Regions from separate parts of the Danio rerio genome. Here region 2 is linked to region 1. The links are chromatin contacts, called in public Hi-C maps. All regions are on one chromosome and are shown on one strand. Each heading gives the region's core, a stretch centred on a gene start, on an enhancer-like site or on the middle of the called end of the contact. The rest is flanking DNA. Distances are from core to core; before and after follow the strand shown.

The links. A called contact is a pair of places that touch in the nucleus more often than the background predicts.
Region 2: a contact with region 1 is called in a Hi-C map of an unstated tissue, with 3 times the contacts expected there. The contact joins the enhancer-like site here to the promoter of gigyf1a in region 1. A contact is called at or near these places in 3 of 18 Hi-C or Micro-C datasets (caudal fin, hematopoietic stem cells and an unstated tissue) and 1 of 4 datasets of contacts at active chromatin or transcription factors (caudal fin).

Annotation. Positions count from the first base shown.
Region 1 is chr7:20,826,109-20,833,170 of GRCz12tu, reverse strand. It overlaps gigyf1a (GRB10 interacting GYF protein 1a), which reads right to left and starts at 4,111. Exons shown (of 27, transcript XM_073908366.1): 1 at 3,885-4,111. It overlaps fis1 (fission, mitochondrial 1), which reads left to right and starts at 5,689. Exons shown (of 5, transcript NM_001310843.2): 1 at 5,689-5,775; 2 at 6,311-6,443; 3 at 6,537-6,613. The coding sequence starts at 5,731.
Region 2 is chr7:20,872,705-20,879,766 of GRCz12tu, reverse strand. gigyf1a (GRB10 interacting GYF protein 1a) reads right to left here. Exons shown (of 27, transcript XM_073908366.1): 24 at 7,060-7,062; 25 at 6,814-6,958; 26 at 384-3,981. The coding sequence ends at 3,914. Among named protein-coding and RNA genes, the nearest start is that of wrap53, 8.9 kb to the left of the region's middle. Within about 2 kb of position 4,161, at least 3 of the 62 cell types and tissues checked have an H3K27ac peak or open chromatin away from gene starts, as enhancers often do.

The DNA of each region.
Region 1 (7,062 bases), core at 2,862-5,361:
AACAGAACAAACCAGTGAGAATAAATAGTATTCACTGGGGGAGTTGGGCTCTTAAACAAAGTACTACATGAGAATGTATGTCAACTCAGGAACAACTGATGACACCTGTTTAACTCTGAAGGGATGTTAAAGCTTCAAAACTATTTCAGAAACATATTTTTAATGTCAACACCAAGCCGTCTGTAACAGAGTTTCATGTGCTGATAATCATCAACGAGTATGATTACTAATAATCTGTAATAATCTTTTTAATGCAATTAAAACAATACCCTGATTAAGAGTCTACCATGTAAACAGTGATTTATTATTTATTTAATCCAATTAAAGTCATACTTAGAAATCAAATAAAGACATGTAGAGTATGCCGATTTAGTCACATTATTGAAGTGCAGGACAGACACCGCAATCAAACTACTACAGTCATGTAGACTTAGGCCACATTTTGTGACAGGATAGTGCACACACACACGGCTGTTTGACACTATTCTCTGCACCTATCGAGTGAGTGAAGGACTACATACACCCGCATTGCAAAATGCTAAGAGTTTTTTCCTATACTGGAAAAAAGATCACAATCTCGATTCGACCCTACACACGATCCCAATTCAGCTTTTTCTACGATTTAGCCAATTATATTTTCAAGGTTGGGAGAGAAGAAAAGGCGGCCACAAAAGTCTTCACAGCAACACTGGTACCTTCAAATGGCATTAAAAGTGTCACATACTGTATTTATAAGGTATAATACACCCAAAATGTCATTTCTGTCTTCATGTAATGATGTATTCACGGTCACGAAATTGCACGTAAGCTGACGCACTGTTTGTTTACTGCTTTAGTGAACACAACCTGCATATGCTATGAATAACAGGTAATCATGTTGTAAATAACATTCAGTTTGTTGCACAAAGCAATGGTTTGAGGGCCGTGCGGAAGGTTTGATTTGCATGTGTGTGTGAAAGTAAAACCTGTGCGCACATCATTTAAATGATCATATCGCATTTTAGAGGTATGATTAATACAAGCATTTGATAGGTTTTTTGTTTCATAGCGAACACAGTGTTGTGCCTGAAAATAAATGCTTACTGTGTCAGTATAAAAACCCTAGCCTATATATAATTGAAATATAATGGTCTAATAATGTTCTCAATGACAGATGACAAGCACATGTCTCAAACATAATAATTCCATTTTATAATTATGAATGGTTATATTCTGATGTCATCATTTTACTGTGAAATAACAAACGGGACATATTAGAAAGTCTGTTCAAGTCCACCATAATACAAAATTTAGCATTTTAAGCAACAGTAGATCTACACATAGACCTATTATTATTATTGTTGTTTTACCATTCGTTTGAGAATTAACAATAATAATGATAGGCTAATAATCCTAACCTTTATTTTTACATTTACAGAATTATGAGAAAGAATCGTGATCTTGATTTGAACACTTGTTTTGCAATCTGTGTTTTTCAGTTGAATAAAAATCTAGTCTCCATTCATATACTGGCAAATATTTTGCTAGTATTCAAAATTATATATAAAATGACCATTTTTCATCCACATGGGCTAACTGCAAAATATTTTGCAGTGTTTTCATGTCCTTTACTGCCTAGAATTCATTAAAATAGAAGTATATTAACATCCATTAAAAGTTTATTTTATAAATACATCAAAATAGTTTTGTGATTTCTTTTTTTAGTTAAACAAAAGATTTTAATTTAAGATTTCTTAATTTTGTACAAATCTTGTCTCTTCCTCGTGAACCCAATTTCATGTCTTATCTCGTCTTGTGGAGTTAATTGCGCTTTAATTCGTCAATTCAGCTCATGCTTTTGTATGGAATATACACATTTGTACTCGAAAGAGAAAAAAAAAACACAAAATGAAAATACCAAACAAGTTCATAATATTGTTGATCAAAAGTGCTCTTCAGACAGAGATTCAGCAACCTTTGACTACATTTGTTCTCTTTAAAAGGGAAATACTTGGCTAATATGTAGCTTAGATTTGCATTTGAAAATACTATTTTTTTCTTATTTTTACTTATTATGGCCTGTTTTGATCATTTTAATATTATAATTTTGATATTTTGTGCTGTATTATTTAATTACTGAGCACACATAAATAACAGTGAAATATTAGTTTTCATGAGATTTTCTAAGCTAGTAGCAGTGATGGAAAGAGTACTGAAAAATCATACTCAAGTACCATTACCTGCCTAAACTTGAAAGGAGGAGTAAAAGTATCTGTTGTAAATATTACTCAAAGTATGCGTAAAATGTAGAGCTTTCAAAAGTACTCAAGAGTAGCGAGTAGTAAGTGTCACGCTTTAAAAAGCTAATGTGTTTACATGTCATTTGTGGATGTGTGTACACGTAACATTCTGTAGTGCATTCCGTTATTGCCCAGCAGGCACACAACGCCAAAAGATGTTAATATTAGGTTAGAGTTAGGTCATGACGTCAGGTGACAAAAAAAATCAATGCATCTAAAGATGTTATTTTGATGTCCAATAATGATGTCAAATGACGTTGATACTTGGTTGATTTTAGGTTGTTATAAAGTCATCAACTGTCATATTGACGTCAAATACTGACATTTATACATCTGGTAAGGCAACCAAAATCCAACGTCTGATAGACGTGATAGTGGTAACGTCCACACAACTTCAAGCTGTAACATTCTCAACCTGACTTTCATTTCAAAATAAAATGCAACGTTCAAGAAGTTGGGATACAACGTCAAACTGACACCATGTTGACATCCTTTGCCTGCTGGGTGTTAAAGGCCATTTCGGTCATCATACAGTGCATCTAACCAGTCTCTGGGTCAATTCGTGTAAAGATTTTGAACTATCAATAAAACTACTTAGTAAATTACGATTTCTGAGAAAAACTACTCGATTACAGTAGTTTGAGTATTTATAATTAGTTACTTTACACCACTGGCTAGTAGGGTTTTAAAATTAATGAATGCATAATAATCGTGATAACTGTGATTATTCCTCAGACCAGAGACACAATATAAAAAAGTAGCACGAAAGCAAACATAAATTCAATGCACACTCATGTAGAATAAGGCTACCTGAATGTAATGTGAGAAAATGACACTGAATACAAATGATGAACTTTCCAGAAGGTTTTGAACACATCATTCATCACTTTTCTTAATTCCTCAATTCTTTCCACAGTTGCATTAAATTCTAGATAAAACACCAATCTGCCAGTTCTCGATTCTGTGAGTTGTTGACGAGTTCAGTTCGACTCGTGAATTGGCTAAATCGACTCTTTGAAAACATCCGACTCAAATAAACGACTCGATCAGCTAATAACTACGTACCAGTAATTATTAGCCCGTTTAAACTCGACGTGTCTTTGAACTAAAAGTACGCTAAAAGGCGCATGTTTTGTCACTGGTGATATGTTGGTGCTTCATATCCATCTCGTTCAACGAAAACGGCGACCAAAGCAGGTTAGTGTCGTTTATTCGACTGATTGGTGGAATTTGGAGGGGCGTCGCGTGCACAGGGAGGGGGGAGTGTGCATGCGCGTGCATGGCCAGCACACTCCCCCTGCATGTGCACGCGGCGCCCCTCCAAACTCCACTCCGCTGCTTCCCGTGGCCTTCAACCCACGGCCACAGCTGCCTTACCAAACATACAAACCCCCTTCAACTTCAAACAACACCATTAATGCTAAGTCAACCGAACCGAGCACTTAAAGCACTTCAAGCTCCTAATACACTGAGATGCGTTTGCTGCTCGCACACACACGCTGCCCTTCCCCTCCCAAGTTTGCATGAAACTTAATGCAACACCCATCTGCCATTAAAGCTTCAGACATTCAAGGAGAGACCGCGCACACACACACAGTTGCTGACCGTCTTTCTGGAGCTGTCGATGCGGTTGTACTGTCCAGTCGCCCAGTCGAACTCTACGGTCTTCACTTCGGATGCATGTGCAGCTGTTGGTGTTCTGTGCTCCTCCTCGAGAATCGTGTTCCGTTTTGACTGTTTTAGCGCTCTATCTCCCTCTCCAATGGTCGTTGCGTGTTGATGTCTAGTACGCTCTTGTTGTTTGTGTTTTAGGGAAGATGGCCGTCCTACTCGGTCATACCACGTGATCAGTGTCGAGTTTCTTTCAGAGGGGCGTGAAGAGAGCGACGCCTAGCGGAAGCTTGACAAGACTTCTGGACATGCACTTGTACAAAATAAAAGACAACGAAGGAATATCCCTACTAGCATTGCCTAATGATAAGAGGAAATCTTTATTCTTTAATAACTGGTTCAGTAATGTGGCGATATTAGTGAACCAGTTATTTGACAGTAATGGTATTTTTTTACTTATTCTGTCTGTATTTTTAATTTTACTGTAAGATATATGCTACTCTGCCCATATCCAAAAAATAATTTAATATTGTTTGCAAGGCCATCTCATGGGATTTGTATGCTTTTTAGAAATATTATTAATTTATTTATTTCTGTATGTCACTATAGTCCTGATTTTACTGTTGATGGATCCATTTGTTTCTCCACAAAAAAAAACAATCATAAAATCAGGTCTTGTCATCTCAAATCCTTCTTCTATTTCTTATTGAAACAACTTTTTTGATGATATTAAATGGTCGTATGTTTGGTCACTCCCTCAGAAATGTTTTAACAAATAAAATTAAAGAAATGTCTTTTAAAATTATGCATGGGTTTCATCCAGTTAAACAATTTTTACAAAAATGACGTTGACGTGTCTCGCTTTTTTTGTGAGACTTCTTCTGAGTCTGTTGCTCACTTGTTTAGGGAATGTCTCTTTTGGTGATTTTTCTTTAAGCTATAAATAAGCGCATACCTTTACTGATCATTAATTCATAATTACGGTAATGTTTAGTTTACGTATTAATTTGTCAGTATTCATGTACTGTTATTGTAAAGTGTTACCCAGTAATTGCAAGAGTTTAGTCATTATATACATTTAAATTCATTATATAAAAATAAGAACGCAAACAGAACTATTTCATTTTGTAATGACTTTAGTGTATGTACTGTTATTGATTCTTAAATGTCTTACCCTCAAGTTTATATCATGTTCTTTATTTGTTTTTTTCTTCTTCTCTTTTTCGCTCTCATATCTCTTTTTCATTGACAATGTAATTCATATTTTGGATAGTAAACAAATATTGCTACAAACTTGTGAACTGTTTTTTGCAAAAAAAAAAAAAGTTTTACCCAGTAAACTCTTCCGTTTCACAATCTCAGTCTTGCTGGTTGTATTTTTTATGAAACTGCATACACACGTTCATTACATTGCCTATTGTTTTACATTCTGTGATGGAAATTATATTTTTAACAGTTTGGGGGATTACGTATATATTTTTCTCTCCATTTTTTTTCAAGGCATTTAAAGTGAACTGAAATATACTATATAATATTACCATGATATCACAATAGTAAAGAGTAAATAATAGGAATGGGAATAGTAAAATATCTGTATGTTTATGTATGCTTTAAAATAAAATGTTTATGTTCAACAAACTGAAATTTGATTAGGTGAAACGCATAGCCTTTAATATATCAAAATAACATAGAACTCGATAACCACAGAATTCATTTAAACTAACGTTAATTAAAAACAGCGAGATAGATTGCTGCCTCACTATTAAAACGGTGTGTCGCAATCACTGACTTTTATTTTGACAACGCCCTGAACCTTCCAGTGTTTGGTTTCTCTGCGAAGATGGAGGCGGTTGTGTCAGACATAGTAGCACCAGAAGATCTAAAGGTATTTTAAAGCATTTTAATCAGTCTTTTCACTGCTGTGAATCAAAAATGACTTAGATATCGTCTTGATGAAACTGTTTTATATAGTGTAATCACCGTTGTCGGGTTTATACCAAGGCTTTCGACTGACGCACTTCTACTGTACACCCCAAAACAAAAATAATGGACATTATATATGATTTTCACTCATGTATCTTTAACTCATTGTGTTATTTTGACGATCTTTATTGACGAACAGTAAACGTACTGTTATAACATCTAACACTACGGGGTTTTGAGATATCTAATACACCTTTTTTATTAGTTTATGTTTGTATAATACGGTATATACTCCATAATATTAAAATGACTCCTATCGTGTCAAATACATAATTTTATTTTCTTTAAAATAGAAGACAAAGTGTAATTAATCAGTTTCCTGTAAAAGTTAGTCTACGTTTGTCTGCCAGGGGGAGCACATGATCCTGACATCATCATCATCATCCTACTGGTCGAATGGAGTGATTAGATCCACTGACATGACTTTTATTTTGCAGAAGTTTGAAAAGAAGTATAACGCAGAGCTGGTGAAAGGACCCGTTTCCAGAGACACTACTTTTGAATATGCCTGGTGTTTAATCAGAAGCAAATACACAAATGACATTGTAAAAGGCATTCAGCTTTTAGAAGGTCTGTGATTCAGCTTTTTTTGTTTGTTTTTTTGGTTTGTTACTGCCTGCTTGTTCGTGTTTGATAATTCACTCAAATGTTTTCTTTCACCAGAACTGGTTCACACAAGCAAAAAAGATGACCAGAGAGATTTTCTCTTTTACCTTGCTGTTGCAAATTACAGACTTAAGGTGGGTGATGAATCCTGAATCCATGTTTGGGATGATGTTGTCACTGATGATACATTCTTTCAGTTTTACTTGATTTGTCAAAACACTAAACCAGACTTTTATTTAAAATTTTAAAAACCATAACGCCATTTTTGAGAAAGCTCACCCAATTCATTAAACTATAAACACAATTCCCCTGCTTTGACACAAGAATTATTGTAAAATTGGTTTTATAATCGCACATTCACACTTATTAACTTTAGAAAAATATTCTTTGCAAGTTTTAAATATGGAAATCTTATTAGTAGCTTGGGTTGTCACGATACCATAAATTTAGGCCATGATACTATACCAGCAAAACAAAAGTATCACAATAGCAAGTATAGCGGCTTTTGACGCACATCACTTCACCTTAAATGTTATTTGTTATTTTGTAGATAACTGACCAACAAAAACTGCATTAAATATGA
Region 2 (7,062 bases), core at 2,912-5,411, 47 kb before region 1:
AACACATTACCATAAAAAGTAACCAAATAACGCAACTAGTTTTTTTAGAGAGTAACTCAATATTGAGCATTTGTAACGCATTACTTTAAAAAGTTACTTTCCCCAACACTGAAGATGAGTATAAATAAATGAAGAAATGGTGAGCATAAGCAACTTCTTTCAAAAACAATAAAAAAACTTAACAAGAAATAAGTTAACTAATTACCTAAAAGCATTGTTTAAATTGTGTTTTAAAAAATCTCAAACAGAACTTGGTGATATTTAAAAAAAAGACTGAAACAAATTAACCTAAAAGCAACTTGGCAACAGGGTTAGCAAAATATCAGTGAATGTCACAATATAAATGAACAATCATGAAGAAGTAAATAAATGGTGTTAATTACCAAACAGACGGTCTTGTAGCGCCTCAATCACTTCAAGCTAAAGGTGAACTTCAGCCATGTAGTCAGCAGGTGGTGGTAGAGCTGTATCTCCAATACCAGAGATTGAAAAAAAAAAAAAAAAAAAAAAAAACTGTCCTCCAGTCTTTTTCTTTTCTTTTCTTTTTTTTTAAATAACAAGTCTCTTTTTCAGTCATCAATGAAATTCCAGTCCACAAAAAAAAAAAAAAAAAAAAAAAATTGTTGGCTAGCACCCTGAACCGAGCATTTAAGTCCTTTTTACATAACGGACAACACTGTTGAGCAAATCTGTTCTGAACCTCCACATTGTAACCAAGTTTGGAGGCAGTTTGTGTAGTCTTAAATATCAACATTGTTCAGTGAAAATCCTCCATGGGAAATTTCCAAGAATTTCTCCAAAAGAGTCTGAAACTTTCCCTTATCCGTCTCTGGTAAAGCTTGTGTTGTGACGTTTTCAAAAAGCATGAAAAACGGCCACCATAAGGAGAGCGAGTCTCATGCTAGGGTGTCAAAAACTCAAACGAGGCGTCCAGAAAGCGGACAATCTAGCATTGCGTCGGCGCTCTCCAAGCCCAAGAAAATTCCTCACAGTTTCGAGCAAATGAAAAGTGCATAGTGAGGGCATCAGGGCAGTGCTAGTCCCTTTATTATCTCTTAGAAGATAATGACCATGACACCGCAACCAGCCTCAGAGAGGAGGCAGAGGAAGAAAAAAAATAATAATACAAAATATAAAAAAATAAAACACGTTCACACAGTCCAAGGAATTATCTGGCAGATCTGAGGTCATCTATATGTTCTTCTGATCAACATCCAATACGTCCATCCAAAATAATCCACAAGCCAATAAAACGATTGGCTAAAGGGAATAAATGTTAAAGCATTCAATACATGCACTTTAGAGTACCAAGCGGTACATCTGTGCTATCTGATTTATGCCTTCTTTTCAGGTACACAGAACATTTCTTCTGTCTTGATGATCATTTTGATTCCATTGCAAAGAAAAGTAAACAAAAATATGGTCGCCTTAATGATTCTTTAAAAAAAAAAAAAAAAAAACACACACACACACACCCTGTTTGTAAGATAAAGGTACATGAAAAAATCTTTGATGTAATTCCGTTACTTGTGTTCCAGCGATCCAAGTTTGTTTCAGTCAGCAAGATACATAGGCTGCGCTCATATCCACATGCAAAGGAAGGGTTTGACGTCATGCCTTTTAAGTCCCCTACAAAATATTCAATCACCACAAAAATAAAAGGGGGAGAAAAAAAAAAATAAAGCACCCACAAATGTCTGTGCAGTCTGTAAACAACCAAAACTCCAGTATGGAATAGAATATCTCTTTTAAGTTCTTATTTTCATAGTCCAAGTCTGTATGAACAGGATTGTAGAGGCAGTGTGTTTTTGCGAACATATTTCCATCAAGAACGACTTTACGTTGATGTCCTCCTGCTGATTACGCATTTATATCCTGTGTTGAGCAACTCCATTTATACCATTACATATTTGGAATACATTCAACGCTTTAAGAAGGAAAAAAAAATAAGTACACAAATGCACTTCACATGGTGGCAACATAAAAAATAAAAAATAATAATAATAATTCCAGGGAAAGTTTTTCAAAACAAACAAAAAAGTAGCAGCCCCAAGTGCTCTTCCTTGTAGTCCAATACTTTGTTTATATTCATATATAATCATATATAACATTAAAAGAAAAAAATAAATCACCATCATTGTCATTGACAATGAACGAGTAACAAAATATACAAACATTTTGTGTGCACCGCTGAGTGCACTTGCACAGTTTGTTGCGATCGTTTTTTTTTTTTGTTTGTTTGTTTGTTTTTTTTCAGCCAGAAATAGAACCTCAGTCACTCGAGAGCAAGAGAGTGGACAGAAAGGCAATGTTAGGTCACATCCTCCAAATATCAAACATTTCTTTCATCCAAGCATCCCCAGGCTACAATAGAACTGTACAGAAATAGGCTCTTGGTTCGTAAGCATGGGAGGCATGTAGGGGCGGAGTCTTGCAAAAACCACGCCCCTTTTTCTAAAAAATAATGTCTCAATGGCAGCAATGAAGTCAAATCATTCGCCCTTTAGTTCTTAGGCACACATGTGGGGACAGAAAAAACACACACATACTTACACACACACACACACACACACACACACTCGTACCACAAGTAACCATTTCCTAAAAGTATAGAAGATTCAATTCTCTTCAACATCACACAAACAAAAACGATGATGCTAATGTTCTTAAACCTCACAGAGGCAAAGATGAGGCAGCGGAGGGCAGGGAAAGACATCTCTTGCGCTCCCTCCCGCCACAAAAACTAAGAGTGCTGGTTGGCGTAAAAATGGGCTAAAGCTTTTGTGTTTGAATCTAGAGGTCTTTCTTTGTTGGGGAATGAAGGGCTGGTGAAAGAGGATGTGTTGTGCCGTTGCCCCCCTCTCTCTCTGCCTTCCTTTCTTTCATTCATTCATTCGCTCACATACTGCACATTTACAAGAGGAGTAATACACACAGTTCCTCCTGTACGTAAGCATTCACACACTCGCCTTATAAAATACATAAAGAAAACAAAACAATTCACTCAGAATGACAAAAATGGCCTCTTTTGATCACACGTCCAAGTAAGCGATTTAAAAAAAAATACATTGTGCAGACTGGTATGTTTTTAAACGCACACACTCGTCTTTCTCGAACAAACATGCGCGTATAGACGCGTTCACGCACACACAGGCACACGATCACAAAAATATTCATCTCTATCATATCTAACACATTTTTTTTTTATATTTTTAACTTGCATTTTATGTAAGTGCAAATCTTCAAGTTTTATAATCAAAGGTTTTGTTTTTTATAATAGCTTTACGTTTTTTCATATAAACTTTATATATATATTTATGTATATAAAAAAAACAACAGTGTTTGTCTTTAAAGAGAGGATTTGTTTTTCTGATAATGTCTGAACTGAAACACGCAATGGTCCCCCAGTCGCCACCGTTTTACTCCCAGTACAAACTCCAGTTCTGATTCAACACACACACACACACACACACACACACACACACACACACACACACAGTATATGTATGTGGTAATATTTCTGAAGCCATACCACATAAATATACACAAGAAATCTTCTCGGAGAAGAAAAAAAAGGAAACAAAAAAACTATTCAAATTACATCTTAATAAAGTGCATTAGTCTGAGTGTAAGGTGCTTAATGCTGTAAGTGCCAGAACTTTATCACCCCCCGTCCCCCAAACACACACACACACACACATACACACACACAAAAATAAATTCACACCTGTTCCCTTCCCTGTTGAATTACATTCTTCTATTCCCAGCGCAAAAACCCACCCACCCCTGAACTGATACCTTACGCCTGGCTTATGCCCAGTCCCTCCCCCTCTAAGCAGTGCACATTCGACTTGCGGAGTCTGATTAGGTGGACCCGCGGGATTAAAGGCCTCGTGTAGCTATTGCTGTGGATTCAGTAATCCTCCACCATCTCCATCTCGTTCAGACCATACCGATCAGGGCCACCATGGAATGAGTACCCTAAACACAGACAGAGAAAGACGAAGACATTTTTAATACAGTAGCTGGTGATAATCATTTAAGAGCTCCAATCATGCTCCTAAAGCCCTGCTCATACTGAGTACGTTTACATGGAGACCAATTTATTCTATTAATAATTCAATAACGACAATACTCTGATTAAGAGTCTGCCATGTAAACAGCGATTTTAGTTTGATTTAATCAGTTTCTGTCATAATCGAACTTAACAGAAATGGAATTAAGACGTGGATTATGCCACTTTTAGTCACATTATTGAAGTCCAATACAGACATGTAAACATTGCAATCAAAATTTGACTGTCGTGTAAAATTTTTACTGCATTTTGTAGCAGGATATTCCATACACACACGGCTGTTTGACACTATTCTCTGCACCCACCGGGTCAGTAAAGGACCACAGACACACACACACACACACACACACCGTGAAATGCTCTTTTTTTCCCCTGTGGGGTTCATACGTGCTTCCAATATCTCATTCGTCAAGGGGGCATGCATGAAATGTTCCAGACTAAAAATAAAAGTGCCAAACTGCAGTTAAAGTTGACAAACAAAAAAAAGAAACGCACAAAACTTCATGAAACTCTGATTCAAATATCACAGTTTCAAGATATTGTGATTACTGCTCTGAAATATATTCTTTTTAAATGTCTGGGTAAAAAACAAGAACTTTTTCCGCTTTGGACACAATGTCTGCATTCAAAATTGCAAACTTCCATGCTATATAGAACGCTAAAAAAAGTATGCAAGCCAAGTAGTATGTACAAATTCATAAAAATCGATTAACAGCATGCGAGAATGACCTACTACTTCTGGCGAGATTCTGAAGTGAGCATCTGACGGATGCTATTTAATCCCATGATGCACCATGAAAGAAATCATGAATGGGAGTGAAGCGGGTGTTTAAAGTGATCATAATAAAATAGCGGATGTAGTACGACCGAACTTCATTCATACTACTCGCATTCATACTGTATAGAACATACTTTTTTTTATTGGTCGAGTAGTAAAATTCAAATGTAGTTCCTACTGAGTAGTAGGTGATTTCGGACACAGCCAAAATATTTTATTTTGAGAAACATGGGCTAAGGCAACGTTTACAAGAAATGATAAAGCCAATGTTTTTCCCTTGCATTATGAAAAATTGTCAAGTCTACATGACAATGCACCAAAAACAATCAGCATTTGCACATATCTGCAAAAACAGCTGAAAACACATGCAAGCTAGTACTTTGCTCAGTCACCTTGTCTGTAAACTATCTGCATGCTGCTGGAAGTTTGGCACTTGTGCTGATGTATAATTTTCTTTGTGCGTTTAAGATGCATCTCCAGTTTTGCTTCTTATGTGAAATAAATCCACATTTTGCTGATGAAACTCTTGAGCAACAACACTACCGCATACTCTGCCGTTGTTGTGTGTGTTTGCTTACGTTTGCATTTAATCTACACTCCCCTTAAGAGCTACCATGCTTGCACAAGATGTCATCTCTTTCAAAGATTTCTTTTTTCAGGAATTTACACGGACACAAAAAACAGCATTTTCAAAAACTTCCATTTTAAAACCAGTTTTCTGAAGTCATGTAAAAACACAGGCACAATAAGTAGAAAAAGCTTCCCGTTTCTGTGAGGTTTCAGCTCAAAATACATCACGTATCATTTTGCTATATCATTAATGCCTCTTTTGGGTGAAACTTTTTGCCTGCTGTTCTTTGAATTTGCACATACTGTGATTCTTGGCTAATCTACACTACCTGGCAAAAGTTTTGTTGTTGATCCCAGTTGTAAGACAAACAAATAATAACTTGACTTCTAGCTGATCATTTGGAAAGGTGGCAGAATGTAGATTTTTCCTATGAATCATCTGTTAAACTGCATCCTAATCATCACAAATACTGCAGAAGACCTATTGGAATCAGCATGAAAATCTGTCAAGTTTGATGAAGAAAAAAACATGGTTTGGGGTTACATTCAGTATGAGGGCGTGTGAGAGACCTGCAGAGTGGATGGCAACATCAACAGCCTGCCATTACATTACAAACCACAGGAGAGGCCAAATTCTTCAGCCAGATAGCGCTCCTCATACTTCAGCCTCCACATTCCTCAAAGCAAAGAAGGTCAAGGTGCTCCAGGAATGGCCAGCTCAGTCACCAGAAATGAACATTATTGAGCATGTCTGGGTTAAGATGGAGGAAGCATTGAATATGAATCCAAAGAATCTTGATGAACTCTGGGAATCCTGCAAAAACGATTTCTTTGCCATTCCAGATGACCATATTAATAAATAATTAGAGTCAATGGAGAGATGTATGGATGCAGTCGTCCGAGATCATAGGAGTAATACACAATATTCATTCTTTTTCCACTGCACCATGACTTTATATTCTATACTGTACATTATTTCTGTTAAGTGACAAGACTTTCATGGTATGACCATTTTTATTTTGGGTAAAATAAGCGTCATCTAGAGGCCTTTACATTTTATATAAGCCACTTCTGATACCAAATGATCATCTAGAAGTCAAGTTACTATTTGTTGTTCCTAAAACTTAGATAGGCGATAAGACTTTTGTCAGGTAGTGTATTCTTTTATATATTCTCATATCACATAGAACGAAAGTAATCATATTCAGATGCACATCAGTATTTGTTTGCTCTGCTAAATTAAACCAGATCATTAGAGTCATCTGTTAAGGAATATATTGATTATGCTACATGGTGATTTTGATTTACTAGAAAGAACCAGCTCACAGCAGTCATTTGTCTATGAATCACACTACTATGGTCATATACACAAGAAATTAAGCAAAATTACCTAAGATGCTAGGGTCAGAGTGCAGCATCGTGGGCTGTTTCTTCTTCAGCTTTGCTGCCTGATCATAGACACCACTGCCCTTCCCAGAATGCACTGCCTGAAACATAGACTGCAGGGCACTGGGGTTCATTCCTCGCACAGAATCCTTGAGTGTGAGAATAAGAAAAGCAGAAAAAGCTGGATGAATAACAAATAGGCTCATGGTGGGAAATTTACACCATAATCAACGAAGAGTTCTTCTCATACCTG